3 separate regions of the Anser cygnoides genome follow, and all the other regions are linked to region 2. A link is a contact called in public Hi-C data. All regions are on one chromosome and are shown on one strand. The core of a region is the stretch at or near the end of the contact, and the rest is flanking DNA. Distances in the headings are between cores, read along the strand shown. Region 1 holds the start of GSK3B (glycogen synthase kinase 3 beta). Region 2 overlaps LOC125179971 (a long non-coding RNA gene). Region 3 holds the start of VANGL1 (VANGL planar cell polarity protein 1).

Region 1 (4,104 bases), core at 1,199-3,698, 290 kb before region 2:
TGATTTGTGCTGGCATCAAGTGCTCAAGGCCAAAAAAAAAAATGAATCCAATTTCAAGTGCAACTCTACAAGACGACTGGAATGTCTGGTGATGCATTTCAGGTAGAGGAAAGTTGTTTTAGCAAAAGAGGCAAAAATGTCCTTCTGGTGGTTGGCAGTTTATTGAGATTGTATCTCAGGGACGTTTGATAAAGCGGTGAATCAGAGCAAATCCAACATGACGAGTGCGGCGTGGTTACTGTCACTTCAGGCTGTTCAGCCCCTGCTAGGGTGCAGCACTCAGCTTCCAGTTTCCCAGCTGCACAGGCTGCACAATGAGTCAGACCTTAAACAATGCGAAGTCCTTTGTAGTAGGTAAAATCATTCATCATTTATCAGGCAGGGAAAAGGTTTCCAGAAGATCAAGCGCCCTGGGGCGAGTGCAGTGCCGAACAGGACCGTTTTGAGAGACTGAGTTGGTTTTCTGCTTTGGAACAAAGCTGTTGTACAGGGTAAATCTTAGCTGCCTTTGGCCAGATCTTTCATTGCTCACATAGCAGTGTTGCTTGGAATGGGACACAAGAAGAAAAAAAGGATAAACAGGCAATATTTTGATGCCTTGAAAAGAAAGCAGCAGCTCTTAGACTCTAGCGCTGGCAAAAAGTGCTGCTGCTAGTCCAAGTTACTTTGTTTGTGGTATAAACTACTCTGGCGAGAACATTTTTTTTTTCTTTAAATGGTATAAGCAAGCAGTACTCAACTTTTGCAGAGGGCTGCTGAGTAATGTTACCGAGGTCACGGCAGGGAGCAGTTCTCCAGCTCCTGCTCTGCCAGATGAGTTGTCCCCACGGATATTTAAGAACCCTGGAGAAGTACAGGCTCTTCCAGAAGTCACAAGAACGGTCTGGACGCTGGCCAGGGCCAAGCAAAATCCACTCATGGTGGCACCAAGACCTGGATACGAAGGCCGTTTTAGTGGCTCTAATATAAGCTGTGTTTCCTATAGTTTGCTAGCGAGAGCTGAACTGAGAGAACTTTGTGAGCCTTTGTCTGTTCCCCCTTCACTCAGGCTGGTTTCTGCAGTAGGTTTATCACCCTGTCCCCGTCCCCTCTGCTCCTCACGGTGATCGCCGGCACTACACAGCCGTGCTTTTTAAAAAGCCACCTCGCCACATCGCTATTTCATTTCCACAGCCACACCACTTTGTGCGACAGCAGCGATCCGTTTAAACCCTTTTATTTTACATTAACAGGAACGGAACCTTGCATTTTTAACAGGAATTATTAAACCTTTGTGCTTCCACGGGGTGCAGGCCTGCACACCCCTAGGGAAGCGGCCCCTGACGGCCACAAGGTCACTGAGGGGGGGACCCCACGGAACAGGCCAGGGGCAAAAAGGGGTACCGGGCCCTAACGGTTGCAACGGTTTTAACAGTTCTAACAGCTGTAACCGGCCAGGTAACAGTTTTAACTGTTGTAATGGGCCAAGTAACGGTTTTTGTAACCAGCCGGGCTGTAACGGCCAGCCGGGTAACAGTTTTAACGGTTGTAACGGACCAGGTAACGGTTTTAACGGCTGTAACCAGCTGGGTAACGGTTTTAACGGTTGTAACGGCTGTAACAGGCCGGGTAACGGTTTGAACGGTTGTAACGGCTGTAACGGGCCAGGTAACGGTTTTAACGGTTGCAACGGTTGTAACGGCTCCACCGGGGGCTGCCCCGCCCTGAGACGACAGACCGGGGGGGGTTTCTTCAAACGGGCCTTAACAGCCCCGGGGCCGTTTGGGGACCGCTCCGGGGGGAGCCGTGGCGGCCATGCCGGCTCCCGGGGGCTCCCGGCCCCGGCCAACCCCCCACCCCAGGGCCACGGCCCCGGCCCCAGGGCGGCACCGGGCCCGCCCCGCCGCACTGCGCATGCGCGCTCCCTGCCGGCCCCGCCCTGCGCAGCCGGTGAGGTCATAAAGGTGAGCGAGGCGGCGCGCGAGGCCCCACCGCGGCGAAGCGTGGCCCACAGGCCCCGCCCTCCGTCCCCCACCGCCCAATGGGAGCGGGCGCTGCCCGCCGGTGCGGCCCGGGGATTGGTCGGAGGCAGACAGCTGGCTGGCGTCTTCGGGCCGCCTCATCCCCCTGAGCCAATCGCAGCGCGCCGCCGCGGCAGCCAATCGCAGCCCGCGCCCGCTCTCCGCCTCGGGCTGCGGCTCGAAGCCGTCCCAGGGCCGTGTAACCGAGGCAGCGCGCCCTCTGATTGGCTGCGCCGCTTCGGCTCCCTTCGGCTCCTCCCGGAAGAGGCGGCCGCCTCCCATTGGCTGCCCGACCGCGCTGCTAGGGCGGCGGCGGCGCTTTGCCATTGGGCCCTCGCCTCGCTTCGGGGGGACTCGGCCGCGCCCGTCGGGGCCCCGCGATTGGCTACGAGCCGCCACAGCCGTCCCCGTAGCGGCCTGGGGATTGGCCCCGACGAGGCTCGGCTGTTTCCGTGAGGGGGGGGCCAGCGAGCGCGTCGGGCCCTTCGGCTGGCTATTCACAGACGGCGCCTACGGCCGTTGCGCAGCGTAGGGCGGCGACGGGCATAGGCGGCTGCGCGGCTTTAGCAGCGGGGACCGGGGGGGGGGGTGCTCGGAGAAGCAGCAGCAGCAGCGAGCACCAGCGCTCTGAGGAAGGAGCCGCCGCCATGGCCTGCCCCGCCGCCGCCGGCCGGCGCCCGCGCTGCAGCCTGCGCAGGCTGAGCCGCCGCCAGGCGCCCGTGCGGGGGCAATGAGGAGCCGCCCGGCCGCCGCCGCCGCCTCAGCGCCGCTGTGAGGGAGGGGAGCGCAGCGAGGGAGAGGCCCCGCCGCCGGCCGCATCACCGCTCCGCCCGCCGCGGATCCCTCCGCCGCCTTCGCCGGATTCCCTTCGCGAGCGGCCGCCTCACCTCCCGCCGGAGGATCCCTCCGCAGAAGGGGGGGGGGGAGGAGGGAGAAATAGTCCCGCTGCCCGCGCCGCCTCCCGCAGAGGGCAGGGGGGAAGGCGAGGAGAGGGGGAAGGAAGAGGAGGAAAAAAAAAAAATAATAAGAAAAGAGGAGAAAAAAAAAAAAAGGGAAGGGGGAAGAGGAGACGAGGCCGTCGGAGGAGGCCGTCCCGAGCCTCCGCCCCATGTGACTGGCGCTGAGGGTGGGGGCAGCGAGGCCTAGCGCAGCCCCGCGGCGGGCGGGGGCGGCTCCGGCAGCCAGGGCGCTGCGGGGAGGGGATGGCGCTGTGAGCGGGCCGGCGGGCGGACCGACCGACCGACAGACGGACGGACAGACCGACGGACGGACGGACGGACCGACCGACCGACAGCGGGGCCGCGAGGCCGGCAGCACCGCCAGGGGAAGGCCCCCCCCCCTCTCCCCCCCCCCCCCCCCCCCCCCTCCGGCGAGGGGCCGCGGTTGATGAGGCAGGGCTCGCCCCGAGCCGCCTGAGCGCCGGGAGAGGCCGAGGAGGAGGAGGAGGAGGAGGAGGAAGAGGAGCAGCAGCAGCAGCCGGGCAGAGGGCGGCGGGGCGCAGCCGCAGCGGGAGACCATGTCCGGGCGGCCCAGGACCACGTCCTTCGCGGAGAGCTGCAAGCCGGTGCAGCAGCCCTCGGCCTTCGGCAGCATGAAAGTCAGCCGTGAGTATCGGGGTGGGGGGGAGGAAGGCTCCGGCACCCCCCGGCCCTCCCCTGAAGCCCCTCAGCCTGCCCTGGGGGTGGGCGCCCGGCTCCCAAAAAAGCCGCCCTGCCCCTGGGCTCGGCCCCTCTGCCCGCTGGCAGCCCTTCCCTTTGTGAAGCGGGCTCCCAGGGCCGGGGTTTTGTGTGTGTGTGTCTGTGTGTGTGTGTGTGTATCCCCCCCCTCCCCTTTCTCCTTCCCCACCGCCCCCCGAAATGAATGACGGGCACGCAGGTACCCCCCTGCTCCCGATCTCCCGATGTGGGGTCTTTTTTTCCTTTTTTTTTTTTTTTTTTCCCCCCTCTCCCAACGCCCGGAGATCGGGTGTGAGCACCTCCTAGTCCAGCCCATTTAAAAAAAAAAAAAGGGGGGGGGGGGAAGGGGGTTACAAAAGGTGCCTCTTTCGCGATTCAGGCAGCGGTAAAAACGCTCGATACAGGGAATAAGAACATCCTTACCGCCG
Region 2 (4,377 bases), core at 1,315-3,814:
CGTCCCTGCCACTCCTCCTGGCACAGGGAGACTTCTGTTTCCTCTAGCTCAGGCAGGGGCTCCTTTTTTTTTTTTATTCTTTCTCTGTGGTGCCCATCTGTTTCCATACCGTTTCAGGCACCAATGACAGCAACCAAAAAAAATTCCACTGTACTCAGTTAATCCATAGGAAAATCCCACATTGGCACACAAAAAGTGGAGATTGCGCTCACGCGTTTTTCCCCAAGGGCCTTGGGCAATGGAAATTTTCTCAAGCTCCATTCATTAATGAAATAGATGAGCAGTTATGTAAGATCACGTGAGGGAAGTGGTTGGGCTTTGGTCAATGAAAGAGTTAGTCACACATCAATGAGCTTGATGGGCTTGGGAGGAAACATGGAGACACTTTTCTTGTTCAAGGACTGAGAAGGGAGAGTTTTAGTCATAAAACCTGATTACCCCTAAGCCTCGGCACCACCTTTACAGACTAGGCGTTGCAGGAGGCTTGTGGTGGTGCTTAAATACAAGCAGAGAGTTGAGATCTGTTGAGATCCCCCCCTCTTTCCCTTCCCAGATCACTCACCCCTGCTCTGAGAGACTAAATCAACCACCTGATGATTCTGGGGTGCAACTGAGGTGCTGTCTCTCCCCCTGGCCAGTCTGCCCTGTGAGTGCTCTGGGGATAAGTACAGTGAACATCATTATAATGTTCGATGGTCACAGGGCAGATAAAATCTGCATTAGGGCTCTCAGGAACCATTAGGACATTTGGTTGGGGGAGAATTTTCAAGGATCTCTTCTGAAACTTGTCGGTTTCCAAAGTTTGTCACTGATTTGGACTATTGCCTTGCCCACCTTGAATCAAAGATTACACCATCCTACTGAATTTCCTCAGGAGTGACCATAGGAAAAGCAGGGAATATAAGGAACTGATTTGGATCAGCCTGTCAATACCCAGTTAGACATGGTCTGGAATAATATTGTGCCAATTCCCACTGGTTCTCATTTTCTCCATTGGGAGCCCAGCCAGAAGTCCTTCAGGACCCTGAGTTCGTGTTACCTTGGCCCTTGGCTCTTCTTAGCTTCTGCTTTGGGGCTTACAGATCTGACTTTTAGACAATGATGTTTTGCAGAAGACAGTCAAACCAGCTTTGTTTTCTCTCATTTGCTCTAATTTCTGGATGCTGAATAACCAGCTTGTGTGCGTTCACCTTGCAGCCAGTCTCTTGAAGGTCATTTCAGACTGTTGGACTAAGCAGGGCAGCAAAGCTTGGCTGGCAGCCTTCACGAGACGTGGAGAAGCAGTCACCTGGCACAAGCCATCAGGAGCACTCATGGCCTGAAGAGCGCAGAGAGTGGAGGAGGCCTCAGAAGGAAACTGATGGGGGGTCAGGTTGGGAAGAAGTGGGTGTGAGGGTCCAGCCTAAAAGTTTCTTGGTGCATGAGGACTGGAAATAAGTGGGAGCTGTGTGAATTGCATAAGCCAAAGTCCCTCCCACATTCACTGATCTGCCCTGAGAGCTGAGGTTGTGAAACCTTGGAAACCTGCAGCACGGAGGTGCTCACTTGGACACACACTGCTGCTGACGGCACAGCTCGGGGTATCCTAACCCACGCCACGCAGGCTGTGTTGTGCAGTGAATATTCAGCCCTCGGTCAAAGCCCAGCTGTCTCACCGAGGGGATGGTTTCCAGAAGGAGCCACATTCCTGACTGTGAGGAGCTGAAAGGACTGCATATGGGCTATGCCTTAAAATAGACAGAGATATAGGAACACAGCTCATTTCCCAGGCAGCATGGACACGTGCTGACATCTCAGGCGTTTGCTCACAGGGGGAAGTGCTGCTAAAACTACAGCTGACAACCTTGGTGACAAATGTCACTGGTTGCCTTGGGGTCATTTTCAATAATGTAAAGGATTCTGGTGGAGATTTTTTTTTCCAGCAAAATTTGCCTCAGCTTTATTGTATTCTGCCTCTGTAAAAGGCAAGTTGAATGGGAAATAGATTCCCCCTCTACCAAATAATCTAGATATTAAGGAAAAGTATGTGTCCTGAGTTGGCATAAAAAGTTAAAATCTCTAACTTCTCAAAGAATTGATATTTTACTAGAAAAAAATCTCTTTTTGTTCAGTTGAAATGTTTTCTTTCAGCAACCTAAATGTTTTATTTAGAACCACTTATGTACAGTTAGCCTTCTCCTTTTTATTGACTAAGCATTGCAAATCTATGGTGAAGATCTTTTTTACTTTAAAAAATGTCTAAATATTATGGTACTTACAAAAGTGATCCCCTGAGCAATATTTCAAGCTGACATGTTCTTTGAAAGCCGCGCTTCCCCTGGAAATGATTTGGATGTGATTAACTTCCATTAAAATTTGAAAAACAGTTTGGCAGAAGGTTTCTAGCAAATTCTACTGAAACCTGTATCTCTGAGCTGTAAAACTCTTCCTGATGGTTTGCGAACTATGCAGCGATGGGTTGCAAGACAGATCTTTTTGATGGCGGTGAGAGAACTCAGTGAGATGAATTTCTCTTGGCTGCCTTTCTTATTCTAGCTACATTTGCTCTTTGAAGTAGTTGTTACATGGTCCCCCAGAAATAATACACCAGAGTGTCAGCTGTTTCTGGAAAACGCTGTGTGTAGTGTGTGTGAGGCTCGAAGTGCTGTTGGGACAGTGCTTGGCAGGTAGGAATAAACATGCTACAGCCATTCAGACGTTGCTGGTGGAGAAACCCAAGCACCAGCAAAGTAAGGCAGGTCAGAGCACAACATAAATGAGCAGATGAATGAGAAATTATCTTTTTCTTTACTGCCCGCCTCTTGCTGAGCTCTCCAGCCAGCACAGCCCCACTGCCTTGTGGTGTTGACTGGAGTATGTGGCAGCAGGCGACGGCGTGAGTTAATAATTAAACAAAAAAGCGTCATTACTCCCCTTGCCACTGCTGTCCCTCCCATAAATATCCTGCGTGGTAGAGAAATGATCCTGTGCAATGAGAACAAAGAAGACTTTTCAGGATGAGCAGATTTTCCTCTGCTGGAGACCTGCTCTCACTTTTCTCACTGCTCTCACCGGTGTTGGAAGGTTAATGCACTTGGTCTCCATAAAGGTGGAGTTCAGAAAAGACGGATGAAAAGGACACAGGGACAATCATAGCACTGATTTCCATGAATAATCTCCGCAGATGTTAGCCAGAGCCATTTCCTTATCAGAGAATACATTTCTAATAGCAATGCTTCAGAGTCTGGAAGGAAACATCTTAAAGTTACCTTTGGCATTTCAAGGCTAGAACAATTTTCACCGAGCTTCTCTGGACCTCTAGATAAAATATTAACTCTGAACTGGGTGCAGAGGCCCCAGCAGGCTGTAAAGCAGCAGCACAGATGAGGAGACAGGCTCTGGGACAGAGATGGTGAGATAGCATCCATGTCTTTAAAACCAATCTGTGTCTAGATTCACCTGACTGACACACCTGCTGACTCCCCAAAACCTTTGGCTGCACATCACAAAAAAAAAAAAAAAGGCTTGCAGGCAAGCTCCACAGATGCCAGGCCCAGGAAGGGGTCCCCTTTGCTGAAAAAGCTGGTCACCCTAACTCTGGAAGGGAAAAGTGGAGAGCCACCGTAATTTCTCTGCTGTGAAGCCTCTCTGAAGCCCCTTCTCTCACACCAGTCCAGCTCCAGCAGCTCCCAGTGATGCTGAGTGGCACCTGCTGGCCTCCGGCATTTGCACTGGGGCATTATCAGTGCCTCTGAGCTCCTGCCCAGCCTCTGTCCTGCCAGGTGCATAGGTGTTTGGCCCACATCCATAATGTGGAGTTCAGGTGCTTAAACTCCTGCATGGAGACAGATAACTGAGCCTCTGCCTTTCTCTGCTCTGCAGAGTGGCCTCGTGGTGGCAGAGCACTGTGGGGTGGCTGGGAAGAAACAGATGGGCAGAAACAGGTATTTCCCCAGGGATTTAATTCCCGAGGACCTGTGCTCCAAGCACTTAGACAAGCTGTCTCTGTAAGTGACAGAGGTGGAAGACTCCCCCTGTCTTTGCTGGCCAGTGCCAAGCTGAGTTGGTCCTTTGCTGTTCTTCTCAAAGGGGGCAGATGTCTTTTGGATGGTGCCCTCTCCATTTCCACATGCAGTAAGAGCAAGGAAATGGAAACACAGGGGTCCTGTGGTCGAGGCAAAGCCAAACAACAAGGTGATGGGAGTGGGAGTCCTGGCTCCTGTGGGCCAGCTGCTGGCTTATATTGCTTCCCTGAAGGTTGGCTAAACACAAAGCATGTGCTTGCTTCTGCTGGGCTCAGTCAGGTGTGTTTGTGGTGGCTCTGTGTGGTGCTGGGCATCCCTGCATGCCCAGAGCAGCCCCGTTGATGAGGCACCTTCTTCACTGACACCTCGCCTG
Region 3 (4,323 bases), core at 523-3,022, 320 kb after region 2:
TGTCTCTGATGCCTCCATCTGCCCAATCCTCGATATCTGACTTGGCAAGAAGGAAGGGCAAGGGCATGATCCCCAGGGAAATCGCCAGGTTTTGAATTCAACCTAAATCAGGTAGTTCTGAGATAAAGGCTAATGATAAATTAAAAAGTCCTAAGACAGTTTTCGAAACAGTTCGTTTTCCTCCTGCTGCCAAATTCCCCGGTGTCAGTACCAGACGTGGAGGAGCACGGCACTCCTCGTGCCTTTACAATTACAGTTTCCCCCTAGCAGAGCCAGACATCACAGTTCTCTGCTCAATCCTGTCCCTCAAGTCCCTTCTCAGCACCTCAGTAACAGCAAAACTATGTTTCTGACACTATTCTCAGCTCTGGTTGTCAGAGGCATGGGTGGAAGGCAGGCTACCAGAACAGTACGACATGTAGTTTTGCTAGGACAACTGCAGACACGTTGGTAGTGTTTCCCCAGAACAGTACCCTGGCCTCCTCGTGGTGGTAAGTCCTCCCTAGGTGCATACGTCCGTAATGCATCAAAGGCCACCACGAATACCGCTATCACTCACCAAAACCAAGAGGACACCAGCAGCCACAGGGAATCCTGTATTTGGGTGAGCATCACCAGGCACAGCTCAGGCGTCTGCTCTCCTCCCAGGCAGCCGGCCAGCGACCACGGGCCGTTAGCTCTTTGCCTGGGTGGCTCCCAGGCAGGCTGGAAACCCTTCCAACACCTCGGCTCACAGGGAGAGCTCTTCGGGGAGGCTTTCTGCAAGACTCACTTGTTAATTTTCAAAAATAAATGGTCAAGTGAGGTGCTGGCAGAGCCAATGCCGGTCTCGGAGTTGCAGCCAGCTGCAAAGCCAAACCCCGGAGGGGGACGAGAGCCAAGCACGCTCACAGCCGAGCTGTCCGAAGGCTACGCAGCCCCAGCGCTGCTGGAGCTCCCTTCCCTGCGGTGCCTCTCCTCTGAGCTGGGACACCCCGGCAGCGGGCTTACGTGTGACACAGTGTGAGCTCCGCAACACCCCGATTTGCTCCTCTGGGCAGTGTCGCTTCACGCATGAACTCCCTAGAGCTGCAAAGACTTCGGGGCGAGGCGCGATGACAGACCCAGGGCTGAGGAAAGCCCCGCTGTGGCAGCAGGAGGGTTGCCAGGTCTGCTTCCCCCGCCTGGAAGCGCTGCCACAGAGCCACCCGCGCTCTGCGAGCGGAGAACTCAGCCTCTGCGCTAAGAAAGCCTGCTCCCAGCCCGGATAACCCTGCTCACAGCCCGGATAACCCTGCTCACAGCCCGGACAAGCGCCCAAACCGGGACAGGACGGGCTTCCAGGGGCTGTGCCGAGCGTGCCCTTACGGGACCAGCGGCTGCGGCTTTGCCCTCTGCCGGGCGCGCTCAGACCCGCAGCCGGGCAGCGCCGGGAGGGGCGGCAGCCACCTCCCGCAGCCATCTCCTCCTGCACCCCCTGCACCCCCTGCGCCCACCTCCTCCAGCCCTGGTCCTGCAGCCCTCGTCCCCATCCGCAGCACAGCAGCCACCTCTCAGCCCTGCACGCCCACGATTTTTTGGGCCCACCCTGCCGGGCTATGAGCCCCCCCGCCTCCTTCCCGACAGACGGACACACGGACGGACACACGGACGGACGGACCGACCTGCCTCCCCCATGCCCGCTCGGCCGGACCTAGCCCCGGCCCTCCGCCGCCTTCCCCCGGCGGCGGCCGCCGTTCGCCGCCGCTTTCCGCTTCCTGTGCCCGGCACCGCCCCGCAGCCCCGCCCCGGGCCGGCCCCGAGCCCTCCTCATCCCTTAATAACAATTAATTCTGTCAGCTGGCTGGTGGGGGGGGGCGTGAGGGAACCCCCCAGATCCCAGCTGTGTGCTTTGAGTTACTGAGGTACAGCCCGCTCCACAAAGGGGACAAACACAGAGGGCACTGAATTCCTCCTGTCAGACAGCTCCTGCGTTGCCTTCGTGTGGCCTCTATAGCTTACATCTTTTATTTTTCCCTTCCAATTTCCCTTTTTTCCAAAATAATGCGCTAACTTTGCTTGTGGTACCCGTCCCCTACTCACCATCTGCACAACATTACGTGATTTCACCATTTCAGTCAGGCAGGAGTTAGAAGAACCGTTCCCATATCCCTCCAGTTTGGCAGCTCCATTGCCTCCTGCTCCGCACGGCGTACATCTTACCCACCCCGTGCCTGGCTGGAAGAGGCCGGTCTCAAGTGATAGGCTCCATCTCACGTTGTACACCAACATGTGCCTAAACCTGCCCACGGCCCTGGCACTCCGCTGCATTCCAGACAGTCGCCCTGCCCTGGAAAGTGTTCGACATCGAGCTGAGAGCATCACCGGGTGCTCGTGGCTCCCAGCTGCCAAACCTTCACTACGGGGCAGCTTGGTTTCCTGCTCAGAGCAGGGGAACATGACAAAAGGCAACAGGCTACAGCTTATTCAACCCATGCATCTGGGACAGGGGAGAGACTCAGGGCATGGTTTTACTGGTGTGGCGTGGGGAGGACAAGGGGGGATGCTGCCCTCTCCGACAGGCTACAGGAACTCGGGGAGTAAAACTTCAACAGAGAAGGGGACTTTTTCAGAAGTCTTTAACTGGACTTCTTTGGACCAAGAACCTCCTCTGTCCAGTCCCTATTTCTTCTTCTCCTATTATGCTACCCCAGCAGCTGCTCAAGATTTTCTCAGTAGACACAGACAAGAAAAGGCTTGTGTACTGCACAGCCAGTAAGAGACTGGAAAGACTGAAAGATTCCTGAATACTAGTTTCGTGGTTCAGAGCAGCAGGACTCATTGCAGTACACGGAGGAAAGGAGATCCATATGAGATCTCAGCTGGGGATACATCTAGGCCCTGTCCAGACCCAGGTGGCACAGATATGCGTCAGACCCAGCAGCAAGCCCTCTGCCACCTGACTGTGTCAAGCTGTTAAACAAAGCACTGGCAAAGAAAGGATACACTGAAGACAGGCTCAGAGGCAGATACTGAGGTGCTGTTACATGCTTATCTTTCATCATCTGTTTAAACCACTCAGACATGAGGAAACTTTTGGCATGAGTCAACCTACTTGTGCGGTAGGGTCATAGTTTAGAAATCTGTAAAGTGCTAAGCTATGTCAGCGTAGCATATCACTACTGAATAGGCAGGATTAGAGGTGTTTGTTGTTATTTTCTTGATTGTTTGTTTTAAGAATACCCAGAGCAGATCGTAGATTCACAGGAGAATGATTTAAGTTGGAATGGACTTTTGGAGACCATCTGGTCCAGTGTCCTCATTCAGAACAGGTCAACTGGAGCAGGTTGTACTAAGCCATGTTTTGAGTATCTCCAAGGAGTCCACAGCCTCCCTGTGCAACGTATTCCAGGGTTTGAACAGTAAAACGTATAACGAATGAAATGAACTAGTAAAAACGTTTTCTTATGTTTAAATGGAATTCCATGTATTTCAGTCTGTGACTGTTCCTTCTTTTCCTTTCACTGGGTTCTGCTGAGAAGAAACTGGATCCACCTTCTTTATTCGCATCAAATATTTATACACATCAATACACATTTATATGCATCGATTCCCCTCTGAAACCTCTCTTTTCAAGGCTGGAAAATCCCAGCTCTCAGCCTCTCCTGGTATGTCAGATGCTCCGATCCTTTAATTATTTTAGTGGACCTAGGCCAGACTCACTCCAGTACATCCATATCAAACAAATGTGGTCTTTGGTCCAGGGCGTACACTGTCTGCATGCAATGCAAGAAACCAGCACTGTTTAGTTCCCATCTATTCTGACCTTTTCACATTCCTGCTGGCATAGTGGCCAGGGAATGTTTTAGGAAGGATCTGCATGTGGTCAAGTGCATGGACTCGCACTGCTTTGAGGAATGTTTATAGATGCATACACAGAACAAGCAGATACAGAGTTAAGACACTCACATGAAGCCAGGCCCACGCTTGGCCTGTTTCATGATATGGCACACAGATGAAGGATATGATCTCAGATTTTTCATCCCTTTCTGCAGCTGGCTTCCATGAGATCACAAACACCTCTTGATTTGCTCCAAATTTGCCTCTCTTCCGCCATTAAAAAAAAAAAAAATCCTTATCACATGAAAGCCAGTGCTACAACCTAAAGTTCACTGAAGTAGGGGAAGAAGGATAGTAGCCTTTTATTTACTTCAGTAAATAAATAATTGCTCAGGAAAAACTGACACTTTTTCAGGTCTTCAAGAAGCAGCTACTGGCTTCCTTAACAGTCATTTCAATTCTTTTTCCAACAGAAACATGACTAATGTTCTCATTTCATGTAGATCCTTGAGGGGACTGTTTCTA

The links. A called contact is a pair of places that touch in the nucleus more often than the background predicts.
Region 1: a contact with region 2 is called in a Hi-C map of liver, with 2.6 times the contacts expected there. The contact joins the promoter of GSK3B here to the enhancer-like site in region 2. A contact is called at or near these places in 2 of 7 Hi-C or Micro-C datasets (both in liver).
Region 3: a contact with region 2 is called in a Hi-C map of liver, with 1.9 times the contacts expected there. The contact joins the promoter of VANGL1 here to the enhancer-like site in region 2. A contact is called at or near these places in 2 of 7 Hi-C or Micro-C datasets (both in liver).

Annotation. Positions count from the first base shown.
Region 1 is chr1:99,865,765-99,869,868 of Taihu_goose_T2T_genome, reverse strand. GSK3B (glycogen synthase kinase 3 beta) reads left to right here and starts at 2,448. Exons shown (of 12, transcript XM_067004041.1): 1 at 2,448-3,604. The coding sequence starts at 3,517.
Region 2 is chr1:99,574,653-99,579,029 of Taihu_goose_T2T_genome, reverse strand. LOC125179971 (a long non-coding RNA gene) reads left to right here. Exons shown (of 3, transcript XR_007158121.2): 3 at 1,198-2,731. Among named protein-coding and RNA genes, the nearest start is that of CD58, 41 kb to the left of the region's middle. Within about 2 kb of position 2,564, at least 2 of the 3 cell types and tissues checked have open chromatin away from gene starts, as enhancers often do. A contact at or near this core is called in liver, where this site is marked.
Region 3 is chr1:99,253,624-99,257,946 of Taihu_goose_T2T_genome, reverse strand. VANGL1 (VANGL planar cell polarity protein 1) reads right to left here and starts at 1,772. Exons shown (of 8, transcript XM_048057963.2): 1 at 1,644-1,772.